Regions from separate parts of the Anas platyrhynchos genome. Here region 1 is linked to region 2. Evidence: chromatin contacts called from public Hi-C data. All regions are on one chromosome and are shown on one strand. Each heading gives the region's core, a stretch centred on a gene start, on an enhancer-like site or on the middle of the called end of the contact. The rest is flanking DNA. Distances are from core to core; before and after follow the strand shown.

Evidence for each region. A called contact is a pair of places that touch in the nucleus more often than the background predicts.
Region 1: a Hi-C map of skeletal muscle shows a contact between it and region 2, with 6 times the contacts expected there. The contact joins the enhancer-like site here to the promoter of LOC106016036 in region 2. A contact is called at or near these places in 4 of 8 Hi-C or Micro-C datasets (liver, skeletal muscle and subcutaneous adipose tissue).

The regions. Positions count from the first base shown.
Region 1 is chr12:2,781,672-2,787,693 of IASCAAS_PekinDuck_T2T, forward strand. No RefSeq gene overlaps it. Among named protein-coding and RNA genes, the nearest start is that of IRF8, 42 kb to the left of the region's middle. Within about 2 kb of position 1,925, at least 1 of the 8 cell types and tissues checked has an H3K27ac peak or open chromatin away from gene starts, as enhancers often do.
Region 2 is chr12:2,729,083-2,734,995 of IASCAAS_PekinDuck_T2T, forward strand. LOC106016036 (dual specificity protein phosphatase 22-A-like) reads left to right here and starts at 2,483. Exons shown (of 8, transcript XM_038185402.2): 1 at 2,483-2,697; 2 at 3,526-3,559; 3 at 3,955-4,037. The coding sequence starts at 2,677. COX4I1 (cytochrome c oxidase subunit 4I1) reads left to right here. Exons shown (of 5, transcript XM_027466843.3): 4 at 92-223; 5 at 890-1,156. The coding sequence ends at 1,026.

The DNA of each region.
Region 1 (6,022 bases), core at 675-3,174, 52 kb after region 2:
GAGTGAGAGATGTCCCACGGGCAGGAAACCTGGGAATGGCAGCAGACTGCAGCGTCTGTTTTGATCACACTTGGAGAATGAGCAGGGTTTATTGCACCGAAAGCGATAATAAATGGGCTGAGTGTGGTAGAAAAATGAAGTCTGCGGAGAGGAGGAGATGCCAGATCGTTGTGTTGCGGGGTGTGTGTGGGTAATTGGGAGAAAATCTGTGTGGTGGGGCAAGACCAGAATGCAGCTTGGCTATTTTCAGGGCTTTGCATCATGAGATGCTCTTCCCCCTCCCTCAGGATTGGGCTTATTTCTGTTTCGCTTCTGCCCCGTGTTGCTATGGGTCCAATATCAGTGTCTCAGGGGTCACCGGCCAAGCAGAAGGGCTCAGTGCCAGCCTGGATGGACCTCAGGGTGTGCTGCACCAAAAGGGGTGGCAACGACCCACAGCCCACCACCAGTGCATCCCAGTGGCAGGTTTCCATCCCATCCCATCCCATCCCATCCCATCCCATCCCATCCCATCCCATCCCATCCCATCCCATCCCATCCCATCCCATCCCATCCCATCTGCTCCCCAGGCCACCCCCAGCCCTCCACCAGGATCAACCAGGGCTTTGATTTCAAAGCCTTTTTTTTTTTTTTTTTTTCTTCCTTTTTTTTTTTTTTTTGGCTGAATTTCCTCCCTCCTTGAAGATCCATATCTCCCCCCTGCTCTTATATAGCACCTATTAGGCTGCTACCTACATGTCACCGGGGGGGAGCACAGCTGTGCCGCGCTGACCCCCACTAAATCTCCCAGGGGCTCGGCGAGGTCTGCAGAGCCGATAGCGACAGTTCCCGGGGGTGCCATATAACAGCGAGGGGGCTGTTTGCACCAAAGGGCCCCTGACACGCAGCAGAGACCATACATCAGCTGGGGGACTTTGATTCAGATAGCGATCTGCACAGGGCTCGCCTTGATTTGGGTTTTACGACCCTGCTTTCCCCCAGACCAGGGCGCGTCGGCATCCAAGGGGCGGCAGCGGCCGTGCGGGGCCATGGGCGCTTGCAGGAGGTCCTGGAGGAAATTGGGGGTGCAGGGAAAGCAGGGCAGGTTTTTCCTTTTTCTCCTTCCCTCCAAGAAAATAGGGACAATTCCCATTTTATTTAAAATTCAAGTAGAGACCAGTTTTATTTAAAATTAAAGTAGAGACCAGTTTTATTTAAAATTAAAATAGGGACCAATTTTATTTAAAGATACAGGGGGGAATAGGAGTGGAAGAAAAAGCCAGATAAAGACTATTTTTGGCATGCATTATTCCTGCCTTTCTCCTTTCCTCACACTGGGTGGACTCCAGCATGTGCCTGGGCTTTTGTCCGCAGGGCAGAGCTGGCGTAGGGGATGAATGAGGAGAAATTGGCCGTTTTTTTCAGGAAAAAGCAGCATTATGTCACACAAAAGCACAAAAATCTGCTGTGTTATTCCGCACACCGGCACGGCGTGGATGCTAAGTGCACCTCCTGAAGGATTAATGGGGATGGAGGCAGGGAGCATCGCTTGGCCGAGCTGCCCCAGGGTGCTCCCTGCTCTGGGGGTGCGCACCCCAAAGCACCCCTCAGCACACGGGGGGGCTTCTGTGCATCCCTGCCCCACACCTAGAGCCCTCTGGGTGCATTTTGGCGCAGGTTTGGGTGCGTTTGGGGTTGCTTGCTTCCTTCCCACTGGAATCAAAGCTCCAGCCAACCCCCTGAGCATCCTTGTAGGAAGGTTTTTGGGCTCGGAGCTGCACCTGCGTGGCTTGGGGAGCACCTCCAGGTAGGGGAATTGTAAATCCCATTACAAAGCTGCGCTGCTCATCCCCGCGAGCATCACTGAACACTCCTCCTCCTCTGCTGAGTGGTAGCCAGCCGCATTCCCAAACAGTATCTGCTGCTATTGCATTAATTACAGTAATCTAATGGGAAACGTAAACAGGAAGGCTCGGGGGGAGATAAGGGGCGCGGGCGCTGTGGGACGCGAGGCAGGGCTGCGCGGCTCCCTCTGGCGCAAGGAATGGGGTTCAGAGGAAAGTTCACTCTCCAGCTCGCGGCTGGCCACCGCTCAAAGGCGTTAATTAGGGCGGACCGATAGCAATCGGGGCAGCGTCCCCATCCGTTTCCCCTTTTTGGTGACAGCCGCATTCCTGAAGTTCAGCTCTGGAGGCATAACGCCTTCGGTGCAGCAGGAGCTGGGACTGACGTGCTGCTGTGTGAGAGATGCATTATTTTTATTTTTCATCCCCCGTGGTTCGATCCCACCTGAGCTGAGCTGCTTCCAGTGCTCTCCTTTCAGTTCGGGCGCAGGCTTGGGCGGGGAAGCGAGCAGGATGGCCGTGAAGTTCCTCCTTTTATTCCACCTTCTCCTTTTATTTCATTCTCCTCTGATTCTCATTTTCATGTCCAAAAATCAGTTTCTTTAGCACTTCCCCCTTTTGAGGCTCCAGCTTCCCCTTCTGCCCCGCTGTGCCTGCAAACGCCGTGCCAGGGGGAGAGGTGTGCCACAGGGGCTTTATTTTTGGCTCCGTAACAACCAGAGAGCATCTCCAAAAGCCCTTTCTCACATCTCCCCAGTGTGCCAGACACTTCCAAGCTCAGATCCTGCTGGCGATGAGTCCTGCAGGGAGGCAAAAGCCTCTCCTGGCATCCCTCTGGCTGGAAGCTGTGCCTGGCCCCGTGTCCTCCTTTGTTTTTTTGGTGTTGTGATGGAAGAGAAATACAGTGTAGTGACTTGGTGGGGAGAAACTTTTTTGCTCAAACCAAAATAAATTTGTATTCTCAACCTGCTTTGCAAGCAGGCTTTGTTTCTCTTGCAGAGCAAGCCTTTGTGTTTCCATTTGGAGAGGGGGGATAAAATCACCGATACTCTTGGCAAACAAATTCCCTCTTCTTGCTCCTGCCCTGAGCCTGACCGCACTGCAGAAATCCTGCTCATCTCCTGTAAAAATCTAAATCAAATGAATTTTATGGATTTTAGAGATGTTGGAAGTGCGAATCCGGTCCTCTCCCCACCCTTGGTGGAAACCCACGGCATCTCTCCTGCTAAGCCCGCTGCCTTGAGTTCATCTGGATTTATACCGGTGCAATTGAGAGCGTAACGTGGCTCCGAGCCCCTTTGAACTCCCTTGCCGAGAAAACAAGGGAAGCGTGTAAACCCGGCTATTACAAGGCCTCTCTCCTGTTGCTGCTCAATTTAAGATCCATCTGGAACAATAAAAGCAGCGCCGCTGCCAGCGCCGCGCTCGCGGAGCCATGGCCCCGCGGTCCCTCGCCGCTGCCTCTGCCCTGTTCTCCTGGCTTTCAAGTCACCTCCTTTATAACGAGAGAAAAGCGACGCGTCTGCCAGCCTGCTCTGCGGCGCGAGGCTCCCAGAAGGTGGATTTGTGAATGGTTGGCCGGTCATTACACGCCTCGGGGCCGTAATTTTTTTTTTTCCACACCGGTTCGGGGAGGAAGTTTGCAGGATGTTATCAGCATCCTGTTTCTGTGACCTGCTGAGCAATAGCATGTAAATATGTCTCCCCTTCACCACACCCCAGTGTCAACCTTTTGGCTCCTGTCTGCTGGCCATGTTCTGCAAGATTAATGTGTTGGGTTTTTTCTTTTTTTTTTCTTTTTTCTTTTCTTTTTGACTGTGGGCAGAACCGTGTCGCTAGAGGGGACGGGTTTTTGTTCTGTGTTTCTGCATGTGCAGAGAAACTCTGTGCTGTGTTTTCACCAGCATTCATGATATTGGCCATTATCCATCTAATTCTGTCGCTGGAGCTCGCCTGGCAGCACAGCTTTCCATTGGAAATAGCTGGGCCGCAACTGAATCCTTTGCAGGAAATGCCTTCGTTTCATTGAAAAATGTCAAGAAAAGAATATGAAAGGGGGACCCGCTCGAGCCTTCTCGTTCCCTATTGATGTTCGTGTAATTTTATAATCACACGGTACCTCTAATATTAGCATAATATTTCAATCTCCCTGGAACAAAACATTCCGATGGTTCCAAATGCATGTATTTAGGCATTCTTGTTCCAAGGGGAAAAAGAGAAGAAGGTGAAATGCCAACTGCTCAGACTGCCTCGGGGTGAAAACAAAACTCAGAAACTCCTCTCAGAAGATGGATTTGGCTTTTTCCCCATCCCATGCCCTGGCCCATCCTTCTCCTTGCTGGCCTGGGAGCAGGGCTGGTCCCACGAGGCTGGTTTTTCTATGGAGGCGCCCCGTGGGGATGAACACAGCCCCCGAGGTACCTGCAGGGGAAGCAGGAGCACAAATAAAACATCAGGGGAAGGTTACGGGGTGGCAGCAGCCATAAAGGATGGGGTCTGCAGGAGTGTGAGGGGTTGCACCCATGGGTGGGCTGGTGGTGATGCTGATTTTTGGCTCCCCCCAGGCTGGTACACCCATACCACAGCTTTAGCCACTTGTTTGTGTTTCCCAGGGTAAAGTCCAAGGTATTCAATGGGCCAGTCTGGAAAAAAAAAGTGGTTGTAGATGTCTACAAAGCCATGACCAACCTGGAAAAGGTAAGTACGAAATACCCCATCTGTTCCAGCAAGAACAACCAGGAGGAGGTGGCTGTTCCCAAAAAACAGTGTCCAGGGGACACTGGGGTCCCTGAGAGATTTATCTGATGGGTCACTGCTACACGGAAACCTCGTTTGTCCCAGCAAGTCCATGGGCTGAAGATTAGGGCCCTATTAGGTCTATGATTGCCTGCTTTGTTGGAGACAGTGCTGTCTATAAGGTCTCACCCAGTCTGGTTTCTGTTCTGATTTTGGGGTTTCTCCGTGCCCTGTGCTGTCAGGTGGTCCCAGCAGAGTTTCAAGCAAGCGGGGGGATGCCACCTCTGAAACATTGGTGCTGCCTTGCCTAATTGTGCTCCTGGGGATCCTTCATGTCCGTGTGTCCTGCTGCCACCCTGCCTGGGCTCCCCAGTGAGCTCCCCACGTCCTCGCCCTGCTCCCAGCCTCCCGGCTCAGCTCCTCTCCCCCGGCAGCTGTCTGCTCATTGAGAAATTACTCCCCAAGGCTGCTTGGGAATACAAACGAGCATGCAACAGCAACAATAAATTACACCGACTGCCGCGGGTCCTGCCAGGAGATGCAATAGCCCAGGCTGTTTCAAACAGTATTAATTCAGCATGCTGACAGAGGAGCCGCTGGAGTTATTGTTATCGCGGGGGCTTGACGGGGCTGTCACCTCCGTGCCAGCTGTCGGGGGGACACGGTGCGTTTAAGGATACTTCCTCGGGAGGGATTTGGTCATTCCTCCTTAGCCAGGGGCGTGGAGCTGGGCAGATGCCAAGCTGGTGGGTGATGTGGGTGAGTTGTGCGGAGCAGTCCCGAAAATCCAGCCCACGACATCCCCATGGGACCAGCGAGGAGTGACAGCAGCCAGCAAGGTGTGAGCCTCCTGCGTGATGCTTTGGCACCGAGGTTCTTTGTCCTCTGTCTGAGCTCGTTTTGAGCTGGTGGGATGGAGCTGGGGTCTGGAGAAAGGGGTCTTCGTGGGCTGGAGGCTCCAACATGGTGAAGGGCAAGGAGAACAACTGGAGCCGCTCTGGGACCTTGGAGAATCCAGCCTTGACGTTTCTCATCCTGAAGCCTCTTGGTGACTTGCCAGCTGGATGCCTCGAGGATGTGACATTGTTTGTCCGGGGCCCTTCCTATTCCCTGCAGAACGAGCTGGTGTTCATCACCGGGCAAAAAGCCTCCAGCAGGATGGCTGCTGCTGTAAGGTCCTGCGCGAGCTGATCCTCTTAGGGCACAACAGGGAAAAGACACTTCTAGTCCTATTTTTATTAAGCAGCTCCTTTTTCCCCAGCTGGATGATGAAGTGGCCGAGCTGTTCCCATCCCCAGCCACCCCGGGTGCTGTGTGAGCCCAGCACCATGCAGGAGCTGCCAAAAACATCAGCTGCCCCTTGCACCCCGCGCCCGGGGGACGGTAAATCTGTAAGCAGCCATTAGGTCTTCCTGAAAAGTCTGACTTTGCAGGGAGAAAATAAAAGCTGGAGGAGGATTTTT
Region 2 (5,913 bases), core at 1,233-3,732:
GGCCTTGGTCACCTCCCTCTAGCAGGTGTGGTGTTGCCTGCAAGATGCAGGAAAAGTATAAAATAAACGATTTGCTTCATTTTTTCCTCAGTGTACCGCATCAAATTCAACGAGACCTATGCAGAAATGAACAAAGGAACAAACGAATGGAAGACCGTCCTCGGGGGAGTGCTGTTCTTTCTTGGCCTAACTGGTGTCATCCTCATCTGGCAGAAAATTTACAGTAAGTGGGCGCTGAGGGGTGTTCCGGCATGATTTACGAGCTCGGTTGGCATCTGAGGTAGGAAACTTGCCATAAATGGGTTCAGGGTTTCAAAACGGTGTGTGGAACGGGAGCTTCTGTTTGGTAGCCTTGGAAAACTCAGCTCTGGGGTTGTGACCGGATGGATACAGGTGGGTACGGAGCGAAAATGTTCAGCAAATCGACTCGTGGAGAGTTAAATCTTGTGGAGGGAGCTTTGGAGGAAAGGGAGGGGAAAGAGTAACGATAAATTAACAATCCCAGACCTTCCCTCTCTGTGAAACTCGCTGTTGCACGAGCTTATTGCCTTTCTGGCTGTAAACATTTGGGTTTCTGCCACCTTTGGCTTTGCTCCCAGCCAAAGATCCTGCTGCGAGGGAGCCCCCCAGCGGCTTGGGGCAGCGCACGAGGTCGGGCGGGGGGCCCAGCCATATTTAGGAGGAGGATCTTGGTATAAACAGAACCGAGGTGGGAATCTGCTGAGCTGAAAGCTTCAAAAATTGAACTCGGAGAGCTTTGCTTTGATGGGTGATGGCGTGCAGGTGGTCAGAATTGATTGTTTTTTGGGGGGAAAAAGCGTCTCATTAACAAAATGTGTCCCCCCATCGCCCACTTGCTCAGCTTGTCTCTGTTCCTCCCCCGTGGCAGTGTACGGCCCTATTCCGCACACCTTCTCCGACGAGTGGGTGTCCATGCAGACGAAGAGAATGTTGGACATGCGAATTAACCCCGTGGAGGGCATTTCCTCCCAGTGGGATTTCGAGAAGAACGAGTGGAAGAAGTGAGGCGACTTCAGTGGAACCTGCTCTGCTTGAACATGAAATGATTCCATCACCTGCGTGTGACCTCGTTGCTCATGTACTGGAACAACCTCTCCACCTAAATAGATGATAATAAACCTCTGGTTAACTTGAAGGTTTCCTTTTTATTGACCTGCAGGTGCCTTTGGGACGGGAATTTGTAGAGCAGCGTGAGGGGGAAGGGTTTTTCCAGGCAGTCGTGTCGTGGCTGATGTGTAGGGAGCGTTAATTGGTAAAAGGGAATGAAACACTCGTGTTTCTTGGGGGAAATTAGTAAGGTGACAGTCAGTTTGCTTCAAATACAACACTTTTCATTGAAAACACTTCAGATTGTCAGAATTCAAGCAACAAAAATCTCACCCAGCTCTGCAGGGGGATGGTGCTGAGCGTTCAGCCCAGACGCAGCTTTTCTGGGGCAGGAATAGGTTCCTGGGAGGAGCGCTGCCTTTTCCCTCACCTCTTTAAGGGCATGATTCTGGGATCCAGCCAGGAGTCGCGCTGCAGAGGCCCGAGCTACGTGTAAGGCAAGCGGATCCCAGCTCCGTGTCCCATAACAGCCCCAAAAATAGCTCGGCAGAGCTCTGCGAGGCAGCGGGGTGGATCAGAGCAGGGCACGTGGTGGGGATATTCCACTTCTCCCTGCGAAGGGAGCCTGGTTCTGTGTTTGTTTTTTTCTCCTCCACTTTTCCATCTGCAGCTGGGGAGGGACACAAACGCCACCCTTTTTGGGAGCACCCCAGGCCTTTTACTGGATGCAGAGCGAGCCCTGCTCTAGAGCTCAGACACAGCTTGGTGTTTTCAGGGCCTGAGCCATGAAGCCTGGCGCCTCTGCTCTGCCTGGGGCTGCCAAATTTCACAGAATCTCTCTCCTTGGGGCTCCCCACCAACGTGTGGCCTGCCTTCCTGCAGGCAGGCTCCTGCCTTTTTGGCTGCCTCCAGAGATCAAAGCCATTAAATCGAATTAAATTTGCTTCTTTCCTTTTTTTTCTATTTTTTTTTCCTTCTTTATATAGCCTCTGACAGGCCAACAGTATCGATCTGGGAGGTGGGTGCTGGGCTGCTGGATAAATCTTTGAGGGGTGATGTTTGGAAGCGTGTGCTGGGGTTAGGAGCCCTACAGCTCTCCCCACCTCCCTTGCTGCAAGGGGGGGGAGATGGGCTCGTCCCTGCTGCTGCTCCAGCAGCCTGCCACGCTCTGTTTTTTTGAGGTAAGTGCCTCATTCTACAATTTTTATTCCCATTCCTGTGACTGGAAGGAATTAGCCTGACTGGGAGAGAAATCCTGCCAAGCTCACCGCTTGCACCAGCTCGCAGCATCCCAGGCGTCCTCTTCTTCCCTCTCCCCAAAATGCCAAGCTTCTGCAAAAGCCCTGGCGAGCCGAGGAGTCCGGAAGGGAAACCTGAGCCTCGCCACGGCCCCGGGTCCTTATTTTGTCCTCCCCTGCCCCGCAGCAGCCGCTGGCCCCGATCCCTTTGCCCAGCAGCGCGGTGGTGAGGAGCTGGAGCAGATCTCAGTGGGCTGAGCTCGGTGGGGCTCCCCGTGCTCCCCTCACCTGGGATTTTGGGGTGTTTATTTGCAGATAGCCCCGGATACCAAGAGGCTGCCCGAGTCCTGAACCCGGGGAGAGAAAAACCATGGGGAGCGGGATGAGCAAGGTACTGGGGGGACTGGGAGGTACTGGGCCCTTCTGCTTTATTGGGGGGTGCCACCGTGGTGCCCTAAACGCATCCATTTCCACCGTCCCTTTCTCACCCCCCTTCAAACTTTAAGCACTTAAAGGGAATTCCCCCCACCCTCTTTAAAGCACCGACCCTGTTTTATAGCCCAGCGATGAGCTCGGTGCCTTGGGGTGCCTAAAAAGCAGCAGCTGGCTTTGATGCTCATCCTGCGGGCGGTAACTCCACGGCATTAACACCTTTGGGGCTGCCGGGGGTCCCGGGGGGTGTGCAGGGGGAATTTTCCTCCCCTGGTCACCTCCTGGATGTGTCCGTGCCCGGCTGCAGGGTGCTGTGAATGGGCAAAGGGGGTTTTAGCTGGTGCTTGGTGCTCAGGGCCGGTGGAGAGGATCAAATTCTGTTTGTGCCCTTAAATAGCTGCTCGTGATGTGCCTCGCCCGGTATAAAATTAAACTCTGGGACAGCCACGCTGCAGCACGCGGGATAAATGTAATTTGGAAACCGTGGCAGAGAGCTGGAGACAAAATCTGAGTAAAAGGCACTTACTGCAACATCTCGGCCAGAAAATAACCACAAACAGCCCGTGCTTTTGCCCATCTGTCCCCAGCTGGTGGAGGCAACCTTTGGAACCGTTTGCAGGAGGAGGTGGCCGTGGAAAAGCGAACCACAGCCCGCTCCCGGGGTGATGGGGTCCCTGCTGGAGCTGGTTTGGGATGAGCATTTGGGGTTTTGGGCCTCGGGAAGTAAAAATATGGTGTGGCACGTGGAGGGCCAGCTCTGCTCCTTGTCTCCTTTGTCTCCTCGCAGGTGGTGACGGGTCTCTACCTGGGGAACATCCGCGGTGAGTGCGCAGCTGCCCCCGGGGCATGGGAAGGGGACACCTGTGGGGTCCCCACAGCTGAGCGATGAGGACCCCACTGGCTGGAAGCCTCCCCTGCGTTTCGAATGGCTTGGCTTGGCTTGGAAAAGACCTTAAAAATCGTTCAGTTCCAACCCCAGAGAGGGTTTTGCCAGGACAATATTTACAGTGGGGCTGACACCTGGCTTGGGTTCCACCCTGCTCCAGGGTTAGGGCCATCCTGGGGGCTCTGTGCCATTCATTTTGGGTATTTTTCACCCAAGCCTGGCCTCCCTGCATCACCCGGGGATGAGGACGATGGCTGTGGGCTGTGCTGAGGGCTCGGTGGAGCAGCTTGGGCGGCAGGGCCACCTCTCACACCTCGCTCCTGCTTCCAGACTCGGAGGACGTGGCCAGCCTGCGGAGGCACGGCGTGACACACGTCCTCTCCGTGCACACCGGAGCCAAACCGGTGCTGGAGGTGAGTCTGAGGGTTCGGGGGGGCTGCGTGGCGAGGCCGGGACGCGGTGCCAGCTGGTGCCAAGGGGACGCAGTGCCCACCTCCTGCTGCACGCCGAGGGGATGGCGACGCTGCCTTGGCACCGAGCGGTGCCAAATTGCGCCCAGCGCTGGGAGCGGGGTGGATGAGGACCACGGCTGCCTCCTGGCAGGATTTGGGGGAAAAAAATCCAGCTGGAGGCAGGGGGTGCCCGGCCCCGTGGTGCTGCCGTGGGCAGGGGCCACGAGAGGGCAGCGGTGCCCCGCGCACGGCAGCGCCGGGGACGCATCCAGCCCCAGCAGCGCAGGATGGGGATTTTGGGGAGCCCCCGGGGCTTGTTGTGCTCCCCCTGCCCCGGGGCAGCCTGTGAAGCCCGTGGGGACCCCCCTCGATCCTGGGCTCCCACCCCATGCCCTCTTTTTTTGGTGCTGCTGTGGTTCTGGCGTCGGGTTTGGGGCTGAGAGATGAGGATCCCTAAAAGCATGGCGGTGGCAGTCCTGTCCCCGAGGTCCTGGTGGCACCCCTGGGTGCCCCCACCCACTGTGGCAGGGCAGGTGAAAGGGTCTGAGAGGGGAAACTGAGGCAGGGGGGGATATGGGGTGGGTGCAGGGTGCTCGGCCGGGGCTGTGCATGTGGGTGAGCTGGTGCACGAGTGAGAATGAGAGATCCTGGGGGCTTCGTTGCTCTTCTTGGTGTGGATCTGCGCGGTGTGCAGCTGGAGCTGGCCTCCGTCCTGGCCCCGAAATCCTACAGCAGGCAATGGGGACGGCTGGGATCCCACTTTCCTGGGACCCCACTCTCTTGGGACCACCGAGGGCGAGTGCTGCCCGTCTCTGCCAGCTCGAAACAACACCTGGAAGCGTTGGGTAACGGGGAGAGGAGAAGGAAGATGCACCAAACGGGGGGGCATGGGAACGGCCGGCTCGGGGTCGTGCGGTGCAGCTGGAGCTGCTGGGGCTCGGGGCACGGCCAGGCGGGCAGCAAACCGCACGGGCAGTGGGGCTGGAGGAAAGGGGAACAGGAAAAGCATGGTGGGTTGAGCAATGTGTCAATCACGGCCCCCGGCCGGGGACCGCAAACCCCAGCGCTGTTCCCAGGCATGCAGCACGGCTCCCCTCCCCGTGCCGGGATGGATGGGGGGCACCTGGGGGGCTGTGGGGAAAGGGGAAAGCTGCTGGGAGCCTGGGTGGGCTCTGCGTGTGGCTTGGCACGGTGGCTTTCCTGGTGGCACCTCCCCAGGTGCTGGGAAGCCGCAGCCCGTGGTGGCTCATCCCGTGAAATCTGCTCCCGGCTGCACCACGGCTCCTTTTCTCCTTCCCCTGTGTGCTGGAGAGCCGTGGTTTGCCCGGGGATGAGGAACCCAGCTGGCACGCCACAGGGAAGGGCCGGGCACACGGGTGGCCCCTCGGCTTCATCCCACAGGGGTGGGCGCAGGGAGGGTGTTGGGATGGAGGGGAGATGCTCAGAAAAGCCCCCACACATTTCTCCTCACAACGTGGGTCTTTCCAGCCTGGGAATGTCCCCACCATGGCCGTGCCTGTCCCGTTCTACCTTTCTCTCCTTCCCTTTGCTAATTCCCTTGGGTAATCAGCTTTTTTTTTCCAGCCTTCTCCTTTGGCCTGGGCTGGGGGGAAGCGAGGGCGGCCTCGGGTCGTGGCGACATGAGGATGGGGATGGGGTGTGTTGGTGCTGGGCTGTGCCAGCCCCATCTGGCAGGATTCCCACCCGTTTTGCTAAGAAAAACAACAAAAAAAAAGAAAAAAAGCAAAGCTCAGATGAAAAGGGGCTAATTTTAGCTCAGAACAGGATCAAGGAAGCGACGTTTTCAAGCAAGCTGACCTACGGCGGGGTGATTTAT